Linked DNA regions of Mus musculus: regions 2 and 3 are each linked to region 1. A link is a contact called in public Hi-C and HiChIP or PLAC-seq data. All regions are on one chromosome and are shown on one strand. Each heading gives the region's core, a stretch centred on a gene start, on an enhancer-like site or on the middle of the called end of the contact. The rest is flanking DNA. Distances are from core to core; before and after follow the strand shown.

The links. HiChIP or PLAC-seq counts read pairs in DNA pulled down with a chosen protein or histone mark. A called contact is a pair of places that touch in the nucleus more often than the background predicts.
Region 2: a CTCF HiChIP or PLAC-seq map of the NIH/3T3 cell line shows a contact between it and region 1, with 8 read pairs. The contact joins two enhancer-like sites. A contact is called at or near these places in 1 of 15 datasets of contacts at CTCF or cohesin (the NIH/3T3 cell line) and 2 of 115 datasets of contacts at active chromatin or transcription factors (epiblast stem cells and trophoblast stem cells).
Region 3: a contact with region 1 is called in a Hi-C map of adipose-derived mesenchymal stem cells, with 2.5 times the contacts expected there. The contact joins two enhancer-like sites. A contact is called at or near these places in 1 of 15 datasets of contacts at CTCF or cohesin (the NIH/3T3 cell line) and 2 of 484 Hi-C or Micro-C datasets (the HPC-7 cell line and adipose-derived mesenchymal stem cells).

What each region holds. Positions count from the first base shown.
Region 1 is chr8:8,297,857-8,303,019 of GRCm38.p6, forward strand. No RefSeq gene overlaps it. Among named protein-coding and RNA genes, the nearest start is that of Gm31135, 180 kb to the right of the region's middle. Within about 2 kb of position 2,250, at least 40 of the 459 cell types and tissues checked have an H3K27ac peak or open chromatin away from gene starts, as enhancers often do. A contact at or near this core is called in the NIH/3T3 cell line and adipose-derived mesenchymal stem cells, where this site is marked.
Region 2 is chr8:8,599,855-8,605,017 of GRCm38.p6, forward strand. No RefSeq gene overlaps it. Among named protein-coding and RNA genes, the nearest start is that of Gm31463, 26 kb to the left of the region's middle. Within about 2 kb of position 2,942, at least 109 of the 459 cell types and tissues checked have an H3K27ac peak or open chromatin away from gene starts, as enhancers often do. A contact at or near this core is called in the NIH/3T3 cell line, where this site is marked.
Region 3 is chr8:8,553,268-8,558,430 of GRCm38.p6, forward strand. No RefSeq gene overlaps it. Among named protein-coding and RNA genes, the nearest start is that of Gm31463, 21 kb to the right of the region's middle. Within about 2 kb of position 3,059, at least 30 of the 459 cell types and tissues checked have an H3K27ac peak or open chromatin away from gene starts, as enhancers often do. A contact at or near this core is called in adipose-derived mesenchymal stem cells, where this site is marked.

The DNA.
Region 1 (5,163 bases), core at 1,000-3,499:
TTGAGATCAGTGGTGGGCATAATGTTTTAAATGCTCTGCAGCTGCATTCAGGAGTCCTACTCTTTGAAGTATAGAATTAATAGTTGAATGATATACCTCAAAGCATGGCCCATAAGGCAGGCAGCGGGTGAAAATGGGAACATTTCCAGAGAGGTGAGCACGTGATGTTGATAAGACCCCCATCTGGGGCCGATTCACCCGCCATCCGTACACAAAGGGGCTTCTTTGAAGTTAAAGAGAAAAAGTATTCCAGTAAAATGGGCTGTAGCCACTCTCAGATAACTACTAAGGACAAACAACAATAAAAAGAGTGTGACACACACCTGCATTGGAAAATAAACGGAGGAGTGTTACCCCCAAGAAAATGCTTAGACTCTCATTGTATCTATCTGTCATCTATCATCTGTCACTGTTTATTTGTCTATCATCGTTCTGTCTGTCTCCCAACCCCCTGTGGTCTAAAAGAATTTTAAAAATCGGCAGGACAGTGTTACATCGCAAAAAAGAATGGTGAAGAAGCCAACTTCTACTTATAAGGCATAGCTTTAATACAGAAAGGGTACAACTTCTAATGACATGCAAGATTAATTACCAAGTTGGATAAAATATCATTACTTCTTCCTGCCAGGTTTCAATATGCATACATATGTACATGCATACAGAGACACACACACATACACAGACACATACACACACATACACATGCACACAGACACACACACACACAAACACACATGACTAAAACATTAGCTAGCCAGCATCAAAGGCTCTGGTCCCTATTCTTCAGTCCTACAGGAACTGAGGCCTTTAGCATATAAAGAGAGGAAGAAGTAGTTGGCAAAACCATGATGACTGTACCTTGCCTCCCTCTTGAGGCTTATTGTTTAATATACTCATCCTCCTTTATATATGCATCCCTCTTCTATCACACACAAGCACACATACATACACACATATGCACAGACACTCAAACACATACACACATGCACAAACACCCACAAAGATACAAAGACACACATAGTCAAGTACATTGTGTGGTTCAAACAGGCTGAGCAGCTTGCCACGTGGCCTTTGCATGGTACTTTCTTCTAACTTCTAACTGAAGCTAGCACAAGGTCTCTGGGAGGCAGAAGGGAAGTGATGTTCTTGAATGGTACATGCTCTTCCTAGTACCTTGCTATTGGACACAATTCAGCAGCCATGGCTGTGTTCCAATAAAAATTGATACTAACATTTGAGCTTCACAAAGTTTACAAAACTAACAAAGTCCTATTTTCCTGTTCTGTCTACCATTTAAATGCAAAGAAGAAGAAGAAGAAGAAGAAGAAGAAGAAGAAGAAGAAGAAGAAGAAGAAGAAGAAGAAGAAGAAGAAGAAGAAAACAGTACTTTAGCTCTTAGATCACATAATACAGGCAAAGACAATGGGCAGATTTAACTGCCAGGCTGCAAGCTGCTCACTCTGTTCTTTATGCTGGTTCTGAATGCCCTCTGTGCTTACGCAAGCGTACTATGGGCATGCAAATCCATCTCAATCATGCAGTCTTTCCCAGAATTCTGAGTAACTTTCGATATCCACACTCCCCACCCCACAGCCAGGAACTGTCTTTTGTAGCCTCATATGGCAGATTTGCATGGCAGCTTTGCATGGCTTTTTCTGGGAAGGCATAGACAAGCATATTATCTGCTGTGAAGAAATTATTCCGGCTAAGTTCAACCTGATAAGCCAGTGAGTTCGTCAGGCTTACTTACAGGAGCATGGGTGAATAGCTTCTTACGGGTTTGCGAGTGACTCAAAAACATAGAGATCACCAGGAAGCACCACCCCATTTTTCTAATGATGCCCTCACTTAACCTCCTAACTCCTATGTCTTCCAGTCCCTCCCAAGGTCACATGCACCTGGAGGAAAGGTGGAATCCCAGGCAAGGAGCCTGTGTCCCCCTAGTAGAGGGTTCATTGCCCCTTCACCATTACCATAGCACCTTGATATTGCTGCTTCCAATGCTTGTTTCATAGTCAGGACTATGCCCACAGCAGCTGGCAGTCATGTCAGACCACTGAAGATTGCTTTACACTAACAGCTATCAAGGCCTCACCATCCATCCCATGAACAACTAATAATAATGTGAAGTGGGAGGGGATTCATCTTTATTTCATTCTCGTTTGCTAATGTTCTTATGAGTCACTGTGATGCAGACAGAGGATATTAGAAGGACTTGGAGACGGTCTGCCTGGGAACCAGAGCCCTGAACATGTGGACTCCCAGGTTCTCTGTCAGGGATAATTGCTAATATAATCTGGATCAGGGTGTGGCTCACAAGATTCATCCCACAAACATTCCAGGCTGGCTATGCATCAAGATTCCAGCTGGGAACAGGACAAAGATCCTCATCCCCCAAGGACATTACATCCTAGCCAGGAAGACAACTTTCAGAACTGGTCTGATGAGAAAGTGAAATGAAACACTGTAAAAGGCCTGAGTGGAGGAAGCCAGGACAAGGGGAAGAAAAAGGCAGGAGGGGAAGGAGGGATGAGGAGGTCTTTGAGGAACACACCCAAGTCACAACCCTCCTGCTGTTTCTTGGATCTTCATGTTTTCCCTTTAAAGAGGAGATGAGTTACTTAGCTCCTGAGACTCTTCTCTTAGGCCTCGTCCCTCCCTCACTCAGTTTCTGAGCCCCTAAAGGAACAGATGTTATTTTGAAACACTGCCTTGACTCCACATGCCTTTAAGACTTCATTCATTCAATAAATACGTATGAAACATCTTTTATGTGCCTGCTCGATTCCAGGCATCTGGGATGCATCAGAAGAAAGTAGAGTTAATGACACATTAGACAATTGTGAAAGCAAAAGACCACAATGGAGAATACGGGTTTGAATGTGTGTGTGTGTGTGTGTGTGTGTGTGTGTGTGTGTGTGTGTGTGTGTGTGTTAAAAAGTGATTTAGGATAGGGCTTAAGTTAAAGAGGACTTTGAGCAAAGGCTGGGCAGAGCTGGATTCAGCCTTTGTGGTATTTTCAGAGCTGTAGAACAATTAATGGAGTCAGAGGGGGAATTATTTCCACTCCAAGGCAAATATTGTCAAAGCATTTTTGATGGGAATGTGACCTGGGCTAATGTGAACAGTCAGATCATTGCAGGTCTTGAACAACCCCAGGCCCAGTGTGGCTTTGTTTCTCATTCTAATGGAGAGCTGATAAGTGGTATGCCATGTTCCCACCACATTTGGAAGGCATGTTTCGGCCATGTTATTGAGACTAGATGATGAGAATTAAGATAGAGTCAGGAAGATCAATGAGGAGTCCTCATTTCATGATCCAAGTGCCTGAGATGAGGCAGCCTGCAGGGTGTACATCCACTGGATAAGCAGAAGGTGAGTTTGCTGAGAGTGAACCAACTCTTAAATACAAACACTGTAGGCAACTGAATTTACAGGTCTAATTCCAAAGATAGGTTTGAGCTGAAATATAAATGTTAGCATCTTTGCTTGTAAACAGCAAATGCGGCCAGTAGATGGGCAAGGTCAGCAAGAGATAAATGAGGACAAGAGAAAGTGCCGGGGGACAGTCCTGAGCTGCTGAGAGTGAAAGATTTATCACCATTGTCACTGAACGAACTGATTCACTGTCTGACTCAGGTTTAATACCTCAGACATGTCACAGCCTAAGAAAGGGATTCCCTGGTATCGAGAATATGGGATCTCCTATACAGGCAACTTTTTTCTTTTAAAAAGGAAAATCATCTTTTAAGCAATAAACACACACACAGAGAGAGAGAGAGAGAGAGAGAGAGAGAGAGAGAGAGAGAGAGAGAGAGAGAGAATCTGTTCTCTATACACATTTGGTTCTATGGATTCTACATCTCTGGAAGTAACCAACCATGGACTGAAAACATTCTTACAAAAATGTATGTCTTCGTGAACAGATAGACACAATTCTTTTCAGTATTCCCTAAACAATACTCATCAAGAACTGGCTACCTGGCACTCACAGTATGCCAGACGCCATAAGCAACCTAAAGATGATTTAACATTCTCAAGAGGACATGAATAGACAGCTTGTAAACAAGTCTCCACTTTGTGTAAAAGACTTGGTACTGGAACCAGTCTCCTGTGAATAACAAGGGAGGAAACTTTCAAAATACAACTATATCACAAAATATTGAAGAAGATAATATTCAGTGACTTTTAGCCCTACCATATATTAATAACTCAATAAAAAATTCACAGGTGTTTAAGTCTAGTAGGAAAGACAGTAGATCTCGTATATATACCATACATATGGAGTCTTGGGAAACATCCTTTGCAAAGATCTCAGACACCCATCCACATCTGGTTGGTGCCAAGCCCTTAGAAGCTTGGAGTTCATCTCCCAGGTCCCAAGCCCTTTCAACTTCCATCCATCTCATTAGTTTAAAACTATATTATACAAGCATTCTAGTGGCTATATAATCAAGAAAAACTAATATTAGAAAATGTGATCTGAATGTTTAGGAGAAAATCTTTCTATATCCAAGCGAACAAAGTTTGACAGAGTTGCCACAAAGTGAGCCAAACACAAAGCTAAATATCCAGCCAGTTCAAAGAAGGTGCCCAGCAGCAGAGAAAACTATAGCCTCTCTGGTCTTCCCCTTCCGGCCATCCTCGATTTGCTACCCTCACCCTAGCCCTTTTCTCCTATGTGCAGTGAGTATTAAACAGGAGGACAAAGGAAGGCTCGCACATCTCCATGCACTTAGGGACAACTGCACCATGCTCCAGCAGAAAGCTGAGAGTTGTAGTCAGAAATGTAAAAGCAGTATGTACGTCTCTGATTCTATACATGCTCTCTTCCTCTGCCTCCCTATCTCCCTCCCTTCCTCCTTCCTTTTCTCCTCCCCCTCTTTATCTCTCTCTCTCTGTCACTCTCTCTCTCCCTCTGATCTGTTTCTGTCTCTGTCTCTGTTTCTCTCTCTCTCTCTCTCTCTCTCTCTCTCTCTCTCTCTCCTCTTCTCTTCTCTTCTCTTCTCTTTTGAAATATTAAAAGTCTAAAGTTTACTAGAGCTAAAGCCTCTTTCTTTCCATAAATGTGGTGACATTTTTGTGGGGTAATGAAGTATTGATAAAAGAATCTATAAGATGAATTCCTGGGCTCTACTCTAAAAGGTGATGACAGTACCATTT
Region 2 (5,163 bases), core at 1,692-4,191, 300 kb after region 1:
CACTCTGCATTCTCCAGGTACAGCCTCGGTGGAAGCACTTTGGACACTATTCATGTACTCAGGATGAAGAAAAAAGAAAAAACTTCCATATTTCATCCGTAGAAAGAGCATTTCCCACAGGGTGCAGGCAGCATTCCCAGGTGTCTCTAGGACTCTAATCCAAACACCAGGATGTGTCCTTGCTGGTGCATGAATGATGCCAGCTCCTCACTGAGCCCCGCCCACACGAAGGAGCTGAGCGCTGGATGCCACCCATAGATTCTCACAGCCAGGACATGGGAGAAATCCCAGTTGCTGATCCACAAAGCAGCGTGGGAGCCTGGTGCAGAGACGGCATCTAGATAGAGGTCCTGACGCTGAATTGTCAGTTCTCCAAGTACCTGCTGATGGGCTAGGCCAGTGGCAGAGTGGAGGTGATGGATTAAAACTGGATAAATAACTGGGCCCTGCTTTGTATGGGTTCTGGTTGTCATGTTGTGTGTGAGTTTTATTTTGCTTCTAGCCTGGAGAACTGAAATCCAATGAAAGCCAAGAGCCCTGCCCCTTTGTAAGGCGGAGGCAGAAGCAGCTCTCAAGCACTTCACAGTGGGGTTTGAGAGACACAGGAGACCTTGAAAGGAACACTGTGGGACAGCTGGGGGAGGGAGGGGGAGGACGGTGGAGGGGGGGGGGTCAGCGGAGGTGGGAGAAAGCTCTGTCTCCAAGGCTGCGTTTTAAGCCATGTGTCCTTGTTCCATGGCTTGTTCAGTCCAGATAAAAATCCAATCTAAGGCGGCTGTGGTGGCATATGCCTCTGATCCCAGTACCTGGAAGGCAGAGGCAGGCAGATCTCTGTGAGTTTGAGGGTAGCCTGGTCTACATAGTAAGTTTCAGGCCATCCAGTGCTACATTAAGAAAAAAATCCTAGATAGGATACCACAAAAATAATTTTTTAAAAAAGGAACAACATGCCGGGCGGTGGTGGCCCACGCCTTTAATCCCAGCACTCGGGAGGCAGAGACAGGCGGATTTCTGAGTTCGAGGCCAGCCTGGTCTACAAAGTGAGTTCCAGGACAGCCAGAGCTATACAGAGAAACCCTGTCTCGAAAAACAAACCAACAAACAAAAAATAGCAACATGTCCCTTGGCTCCTGGGTGCTTCTCTATACCCCAGTGCTGCTCCTGGTTTCGGATGCGTTAACCACGAAGACCTCAGGCAGAAAAGCAGGAAGCACAAGGAGGCTGACTTGATCTACCCCACTGTGTGAGTCCAGCCATTTTAAATCTGAAATACTTTGAAGACACTCGGGGACAAACACCTTTGTTTCTTCGAGCCTATGAAGGACAAGGAGAAGTGGTTGCCACACTACTTTCACAAGAACCTTCCTCATCCCATTTGAGGGAAAACATCCTCAGAGAACAGCTCTCCTCTCTTTCATCTGCCAGCGATGACGGCTGCAGTCTCCTCTGTTTGCAGCTTTGTGTGTAGGCCTCAAATGACCCATCCGTTTCCCAGGTTGTGTGCTGAAGTAGCTCCTTGGTCCTCTGAGATTTAACAAGGAAATCTCCTGTCTGATTCCCCATCTAACTAAGGCCCTTGAAGCCTGTATTCTCCTGTCCTATCTATGAACATTTTAACATAATGAGTATGTGGTTATATGCATTGACATAAGCTTCATATAGGAGTTGATTATCTTTTTTTTGTACTGGAAACTGAACACAGGGCTTCATGCGTGCTAGGCAAGCATTCTACCACATGGACCTACTTCCTAGATTTTTTTTTTTTTTTTTCAATGTGCTATATAAGTCAGGATTTTGCTAAGTCACCCAGGCTGGCTGTACACTTATTTTTGTAAGCCAAGCAAGGATCCTCTTGCTACATCCTCCCATATAGCTGCGATGACAGGTTGGCACCACTAGGCCTAGCCACACCAATATTTAGAAGCAAGTCACGATTTTTTGTTCAGTTAGCCCTGCGCACCTCCCACAGTGAATGAAATGGTGAAAACTTTCAGGTGTGCAGGTTGAGGTCCACAGTGGACCACAGCCTTAGAGCATGGCCTCGTGTACTGAAGGGACGGTCCAGACAGAGTCGGAAGAGGAGATGAGCGAAGGATAGCGCACTTAGCTCTGCGGGAAGTAGAGGAGAGCAAAGCAAGGGGGCCTCTGTGGCCAAAGTTTGCGTTCTACCATTTAACAGGCTTCCACATCCCGGATGGCAACTTGAAAAACTGAGCTCGTGGCCTTGATTGATAAGTCAGAGGCATCAAAGAGTGTTTTCTCTTAGTAAGTCTCTCTCCCACCCTCCAACTGCACAAGAGCTGTGCTATTTCGCGACTGTGTCATGGGAAATGTTACATTTGTTTGTAACTTAGATACTGCTTGGTCGCAGCAGGTCAAGATTGTTGGTAAAACTTTGAAATGCCCCTGTAGGATGGGGCTGTAGCTCTGCAGTATACCACCTGCTTAGCATCCAAAAGGCACTGGGTTCCACGTCTACCAGCACCATAAAAAAAAGAAAACCAGCAAGCATAAAACCAGGCCACGGGTAGTCACTACTGCACTGAGGGTATCTGGTTACTCAGTGTGTGGGAAAGAGGCAAGTGTCTTACATTATATTGCAAATATAACACTTGATAAACATATTTCAGGATATTTGGTTTCCTTTGAGAGCAGTTTCAAAATAGTTGGCTTTGTGATGTGCTGTGCACTTTATTTTATGGATTTTAAAATCTTGTCATCAGGAGAGAGGAGTCCACGACTTATCCAAACTGCTAAAAGTGTCCTGAACCACCAAACTCATCAAGAGTTCCTTCTTGGCTGGCCACACGGTGACACACTTTTCATAGAAGTAGCTAGTGCCACTTCCTGAAGGAGAGTTGCCTCGCTGAGCAGACAGGAGTTCGTGAGGCAGAGGGTGGGGTACAGCAGTTCCTGGGGCAGCTTGGGTTCACCAGGCAGGCAGTCCTGCCAAGTTCTGAGTCATCTGTGCCCCAGGAACTGGAAGGAGCAGGTGGGGCAGGCAGACTCCACTTTACAAACACCAGGCTCCTTCGTCTCTGCTTATCTAGTGCACTGTGTGGGCTCCAGGCCTGTCTCACTCTCTCACCCAGGACTTTCATCCCATCTCTGACTCAGCTTCCTGGGGTAACCACGCACACTCCAGGCTCTTCTGCAGGAGCCACCTGGTTGACCAAACCCACTTGCCCCCACTAACCAGGATCTTGACTTGACAGAATCACCTCCTTCCAGAGTCATGTGGGCTCAACATGGGCTTCTCTGAATCAGCTGAAGCAACCCTGCTTCTATTCACAATGGCAGCAGGAGGTGAGAAGCTGAGGGGGCCGAAGAGGGGAAGTGCAGATGAAGAGGGAGCTGTGGGGTTTGCTTGTGTTTCTTGTCTGAGTTCACAGACCTAATATGAGTCACAAAGCTATCAGATGCCAGGTTGCTGCTGGGATAAGAGGGAGGAATGTCTCACTCCCTTCACCTGCACACTGTTTGCAGGTGAAATTGGCTCCTCTGATTCCTTCAGGAGCGCCACCTTCCAGGCTCCCTCAACTTGTGGTCTGGGGCTACATATAGCCAATGGCAGACATGAATGCAAGCCACCTAAGTTGTCTTGCCTATAAGACTATTATATTGTTTACAGTTTAAAAAGAAAAAGCCAACCATGCAGTTGGCTCTTGGGTGTGAACTTTGTAAATGACAACTTCCTGCTGTCACAGCAAAGGTTTGTTGTAAGATACCCATTCAAGGTAGGGCTTATCCAGTGGTGTATTCGCAGGGCCACAAGGCTGAGTTCCACTCTCTTCTTCTTGGCCACAGGGCCCTGGGGCTCAGGTTGCTATGTCTAGGGACTTAAAGGACCAGTTGGGTCCCCACCAGAGACATCCTTATAACTGTGGCATTACTGCGGACGTTGCCCAGGTTGGCCTAGATTGCTGCCAATATTCTTTGCATTGGCAGATTATATGGGTAATAAATTCGAAGTGTCGTCACCTATGACTTGGTGAACATTAAGCTAAATGCTGTAAGGGCTGATAGTGTACTCTTGTATATTTCAATTATAACTCTCCATCCTGCCATGAAATGGCAGCTGAGAGGAAGCATCCTTCTTTGGGTGTGGTTCTTAAACTTAAATAATCATGTTTTAAAGCTCAGTGCTTATCCACTCACTAGATCAACTCTGTGGGAACTCTACAACAATGGCCAGCACAGAAGCCAACTGCAGGCAGTGGTGGACGTGACCACACCCAGTCACGGAGACGACCACTGGAAACTGCAATACTGTTATTTACTTTACAGACGACAAGGACACGGGGACACTGGATCAGAGGCTGGAATGTGCTATGAGGGAAGAGTTACTACATTTACTTATTTATTTTTGTGTTTCTCAGGGCATGGAAGTACTACAGCACGTTTGGAAGTCAGAGAACAACTAATGAAAGTTCACCCTTTCCTCTCACCACATGGGTGGAGTCAAATTCAGGGCATCAAGCTTGGAGCCAAATGCCTTTCCTGTTAAACCACCTGGCTGGCCCATGTGATCTGATTTTAATAAGAAAAAAAAAGAATTTAAGTTAAAAAGAAAAAAAAAAGATTATCATAGTAGCGAGGCACAATCTCAGCACTTGAGGGGCTGAGGCTGGAGGATTTCCACAAGCTAAAAGCCATCCTTAGGTCCTAGGTTAGCATAAAAAACGTCACCAAATGGAGGTAACAGTATGTTTTCTACTGCTATGTGACATTTGATAACCTGGCTGGGGATGAGATTCGTACAGCTTCTCTGAGATCATTATGAAATAAATGTAATGAATTACTTAAAACACAGACACATGGTGAAATGAAAATCTACACAAAGTATCAGATTATACCACTCGTACATATAACAATGTTTCATGGAGCTTTGGTTTCAGTTGCATGGTGTGTCTGTGTGTGTGTGTGTGTGTGTGTGTGTGTGTGTGTGTGTGTGTGTGTGTGTGTGTGTGCTAGCAAGAATGCACAATATAACACCATAACACATAATTGGGCTGTAATCGTAAGAATTTTGTAAACACCTCCCCACCCCAACTGGGCCGGATTGCACGGCTTTGGGCTTGAGTGAAGTGACCCTGACCCCACCTGAGAATGAGGAACTGGCCCCTTAACCTTATCTAGAATTCATCTTATCACTTGGCTTTT
Region 3 (5,163 bases), core at 1,809-4,308, 260 kb after region 1:
CCCACACAGATTTGAGATAAGGAGTCCAAACAGGTCTAAACAAAGACCCTCTCTTGTCCTTTACACTTCTACCAAAACAACTGAAAAACATTTTGGTTTGCCTCAGACAAATCACTCAGATTTTTTTTTTCTAACTAGCAAGGATGTGGATGAGTTGGGTGGAATTTGGCAAAGAAGTCCAACTGGGTAGTTTGCTTCCTCTGAAGGCTCATAGAGTGCTGCTAATATGTTCACCCACAGAAGAGTCCCTGAACCAACTTAGAACCAAGGGCACCATGTCCACTAATAGCTCTTGCACACTTGTTATATGAGGACCCCTTTTAAATGATCTATAAAAACTACTAATATTTCAACTGTGAAATGCACTTAAAGAAAAATATTTCGGTAAAGATCCTAGATGACTATTAAACTATTTATCAACTGTATGTAGTGTTGTGTGTTCATGCTAAGGTATATATAGGTTATGTGCACATGTTATTTGCACAAGTGTGCAAAGGTCAGAGAACAACCTTGGTTGTCTACAACTCTGCTTTGTAAGACAGGATCTCTCACTGTCCTGAAGCTTACCACATACTCTGTTTACCTAGCCATTGGGCCAGGTATCTACCTAAGGACACTCTTCAATACTTCGATTACAAGTGAACAACACACACCTGACTTTTTAATTGTGGATCCTGAAAAGCAAATTCAAGTCTTCATGTTTGCATAGCAAATAGCTTATTGAGTGAGTTTACCTTCCCTGCCTTCAAAGAATTTTGTGGTGTTGGTTTTATTTTGGTTTTGGTTTTTTGGTGTTTTGGTTTCCTTGTTTGTTTGTTTTCCAATTCTGTGTCTGAATCCAGGGTCTCATGCATACAAGATAAGCACTCCACCACTGATCCACATCCAACTTCTCCCTCTGTGTTCTACTGTCTCCCCGGGGGTTTGTTCTAAGGTTGGCATTTCTGGCCTAGTTAGAGTCAGTTAGGCATTCTTGAATAAGATGTCAAGACCTGGAAACTACTACGCAAACCCTAATCACTGGTCACAATATCCATCTCTTCCCTCCAGGGAAGACTAGAAGTCAACAGGTCACTTTGAGCTCTCTCTCTCTCTCTCTCTCTCTCTCTCTCTCTCTCTCTCACCCAGTTAAGCAGAAAGTCTTATTGTTCTATCTTCAAAGTACATCAAGATCCCAAAGTTTCCCCAGCTACCAGAACCTTACCCTTACCCTGGCCCCAGCCATCCTCCCCTTTCCCGCAGACTCCTGCCTTAACAGCCAGATAACTTGCCTTGTTTTAACCCTTGAGCCTCTGTAACTCAACAGCCCTACGGACATCTTCAGAATCTAAGTGGGTTCCCATCGCTCAGGCAAAATTCATCAATGGCCTTTCATGGCAGTAAGAACAAATTCTCAGTGCCTACAATGCCTGTGAGGTCCTTCACTCTTCACATACACCAACCTGGTTTGCTTTGAACAGGTAGCTACTACATCCCCACTCCCCATCGTCTTTCTTCCTGTCCCCAAGTAGCCAGGCACACATTCACTTGGAGGGTTTTACATCCATTGTGCATCCAGCTAGGCTGTTCTCACAGAGGTGTCTGCATAGCTCTGTCCTTTGCTCTCATAAAAATCATTGCTCAAGTGGCCAGCCTTCCCGGACCATCTTCCAACCGATAGCATTCCTGCTGGTAATTGCCTTTATCTCATCTCCCCCCACCACACCCCACACTGCCTTGTCTTCATTCTCCAACGGGCTCAATGTCACTGTGTTTACATATAATATTCATACCTACTGCATCGGTTGCTCTCTTTCCATCCCATGCTGTTCCACATGTCCCTTTCCTCTATCACCAGTACACCCCCAGATCATACCCATCTGTGCCTTAATACAGCACAATGGTCTCCTCTCACCTTGGTGGAATAGAGGGGTTCAAGAGGGTCCCTGGATGGCTAATGTCTGTACCTACCACACCCCACACTTCCAGGAAGCAGGATGGTGGCCACCAGACCAGGTGTTTCATTCCATGAATCACAGGCCATGGTTACTTTAGACCCTCCAACACCCCCACTTCCACCATCTACTACAAGTGAAAGATAGTTCTTAAAAATGCAGGCTAGGGTAAGCTGTGTGCAGTGGTACACACTGCAATCCCAGCATGTGAGAGATGAATGCAAGAGGATGAAGAGTTCAAGGACAAGCTAAACTATGTAATGAGTTCAAGGCCAGCCTGGGCTATGTAAGACCCTGTCTCAATAAAGGAAACAAAGGTCAGTAGCATGGCAGTGGTGAGCTCTGAAGACGCCGTGTGGGAACCTCACAAACTAGTTTGGTGCTCCCAGCTTTTCTGATAAATAGATGAGCAGCAATTTGTTGTTGGTGCTGTAGGGAATAACTTTCCAGAAGTGAAGATGTGATCTTTCTACTGAATTGCTGAAGCCTCTTTATCACCTCAGCTTCTTCACAACACCTCAAGTGTCCTGTTCTGCACTCACTGACACAATAACCCTCTTGCAGGTATGAAAATATTCACGTTAAACTTTCCCCAGGCCTTAGAATAACCATCACATTTCTCTAGAAAGCAGCTATGAAGCATCCTGGTATACGGGGCCGGAGTCATGGCTAAGAGCCTGTACTGCTCTTGCAGAGAACCCAAGTTCAATTCTCAGTATCCCACAATGCATGCCTCACAACTACCTATAACTCCAGATCTGGATCTGGGGAGAGCCAATGTTTTGGAAACTTGCATTGATGTGCACATACCCATACACGCACACACACACACACACACACACACACACACACACACACACACACACACACACGCACGCACGCGCGCGCGAGTAATTGAAAATAAAAGTAAATCTAAAAAGAAAGAGAATCCTGACATCCATATAAAATAAAGTATGGACGTTTTATGGGAGCACGATAGCTCTATCTAGAATGAAATAAAACAATCCAAACAAAGAACGATAACAACAACAAGCATGATTAATTAGTAAGCCCCCTTGTTCCAATGTCTGCACGTCGTAAATACCCAAGGAGGCAAGAGGGAGCTGCCTCGCCCCGAGCCCTGTGCTTATCGAGGTTGCTACCCTGAGTCAGGGTTTACAGTACTCACAGCTGCACATTCTTGACTGTACCGCCTTATGTTTTATGATCCAACCAGATGTAGGCCATAAACCGGTTTTATCTATTCTGTGGTTTGCTCCATACCAAGAAAATAAACTTCAAATGCCTAACCTCTTCATGACTGTTCCACTATTGCAAGCAGTAGAGCAAACAGGGTTTTTTGTTGTCTGGTACCCTAAAAAATGCTCTAAAATCAAAGTCTATTTGGGAAGATGGATTCCCTACTCCTGGAGATGGCAAAAAGGCCAGGATGGTTTGAATGGGTTGTGCTGTGTGTGCAGTGGCTCATTCTATTGATTTCGAGGCTGATGGACCGTAGGCTTCATCGATGGCTCCTTTCAGCTTCCTCCAGACTGAGAAGGAAATGGTCCTGTCTGTGCTCTGCTTGGGGCCTGCATTATTGATATTCTTTAATCATTATGTTGGAGCATAAAGCTGCTGTTATGTTGCCATTATGATGTGTCTTTATAGAATGTAGTTAGTGAAACAAAAATAGAGGATGCAGCAGGCAGAGCTGTCCCTCCATCTCTGTGAGGCTGAGCTCAGCTCGTGGAACTGAGAGAGAGCCCCCTGGCATGCTGGGTTTTTGGCAACAGTTACACAAAATGAACCTTTCTCAGCCTTCTAAAGAGGAAAAGCCACCTCTAGCATTTCAGCCCACTAGGAGACCTGCAGAAAAGCAGAGTCCATTTTCTAAGGCAATGTGTTCATTTTAACTTTCCTTTCTCTCCGTGCATGATCACTGTGCCTGCAGCACCACATCCCATGTGCTAGGGATGCAGTGAACAGCCCTGGCCTCAGAACCCTCTGGATGCTTTTAACCAAGTTGAGAAACTGAAAAGGTTGCAAACATTCCTCAGGAGCAAACTAACAAAACTGTGTCCAACTGCGAATGTCTTTTCAGATTTCCCATCTTCTGTTTCATCTAAATATCCTGCTAGCCGACTGCTGTTGAGGTTCTGTAAGATAAACGATGTTGCCACGAACAAGTAAATACTTCTGTACCTTTTACTCTTTTACTGTGTAATGAAGGAAAATGGAAACACCTGGCGACCATGTCTGCTAGCAAAGAGGGGTACATCCATTTCTAAGCAACCTCTGAATGGAGGTATATGTCCAAGCTCAAAAGAGATCTTTTCCCCCTGAGTACAGAGCTTGCTGTGTTCCTTGCCTGGGACACAGAAGGACACACACACCCATGAGGGATCATCAAGTTTATTATCGGAAGCCAGAAACATGCCTGGGCTTGTTCTGAGGGCCGTGTCACCTAGTCTAATCCAACATGCTGAAAACCCACTTGTTGGAATAGTTGAGTTGGTCCATTTTGCCTTCTAAATGTAGTTATATACATTAAAAAGCAGCTTTCTTGAGGCCTCATATATCCTAGGTTACACGGAGGTGATGACACAGAAGCAATAAATGAAGACTGGCATCTTTTCTATGTGTTTGCTTGTGGCGTTTTGCTTTGTTTCATTTTTGCTTTTCTGTATTGTGGACTAGAAGTGAGTTCAGATTCAGGGCAGATGTTGCCCGGACTGAGATTCGCTGCCTCCAGCTCCCCTGTGTTTTACAAGAGAAATCTAGTTAAGATGAACTTCACAGGTGTTTTGAGAAAGAAGACAGGAAAGTGACACAATTTACAAGTAGAATCAGGAATGGAGCTAGCTGTACCTGACATGAACGTGCTCGTTAAAAGTGTGCGAATTTCAGAATTTTGATTTGTTTTAAAGCCACAGTTGTGATTTTACATTTCCTTGACCTACTCCTTGCTGGTCAGGAAACAGATGAGTAAGAAACACTGGGTGAATTCTTTGCTTTACCCTAGGGGACCACAGAAGGGGCAGGTGCGGCTCAAGATGAAAAGGGATTGGAGTGTTTGTGACCCCTTAGCCAGTCACCTCCTGTCCTTCCAGCCCTGAGGAATGAGCTTCTCTGTCTCCTCTGACCACACACTCAGATCTCACTGATGCAGAATAACCCCGAGGGCCTCGGAAAGTCAACTTGATATCCGAATTTCCAGAAAATCCAAATTTAGGGTGGTTTCCTTTCA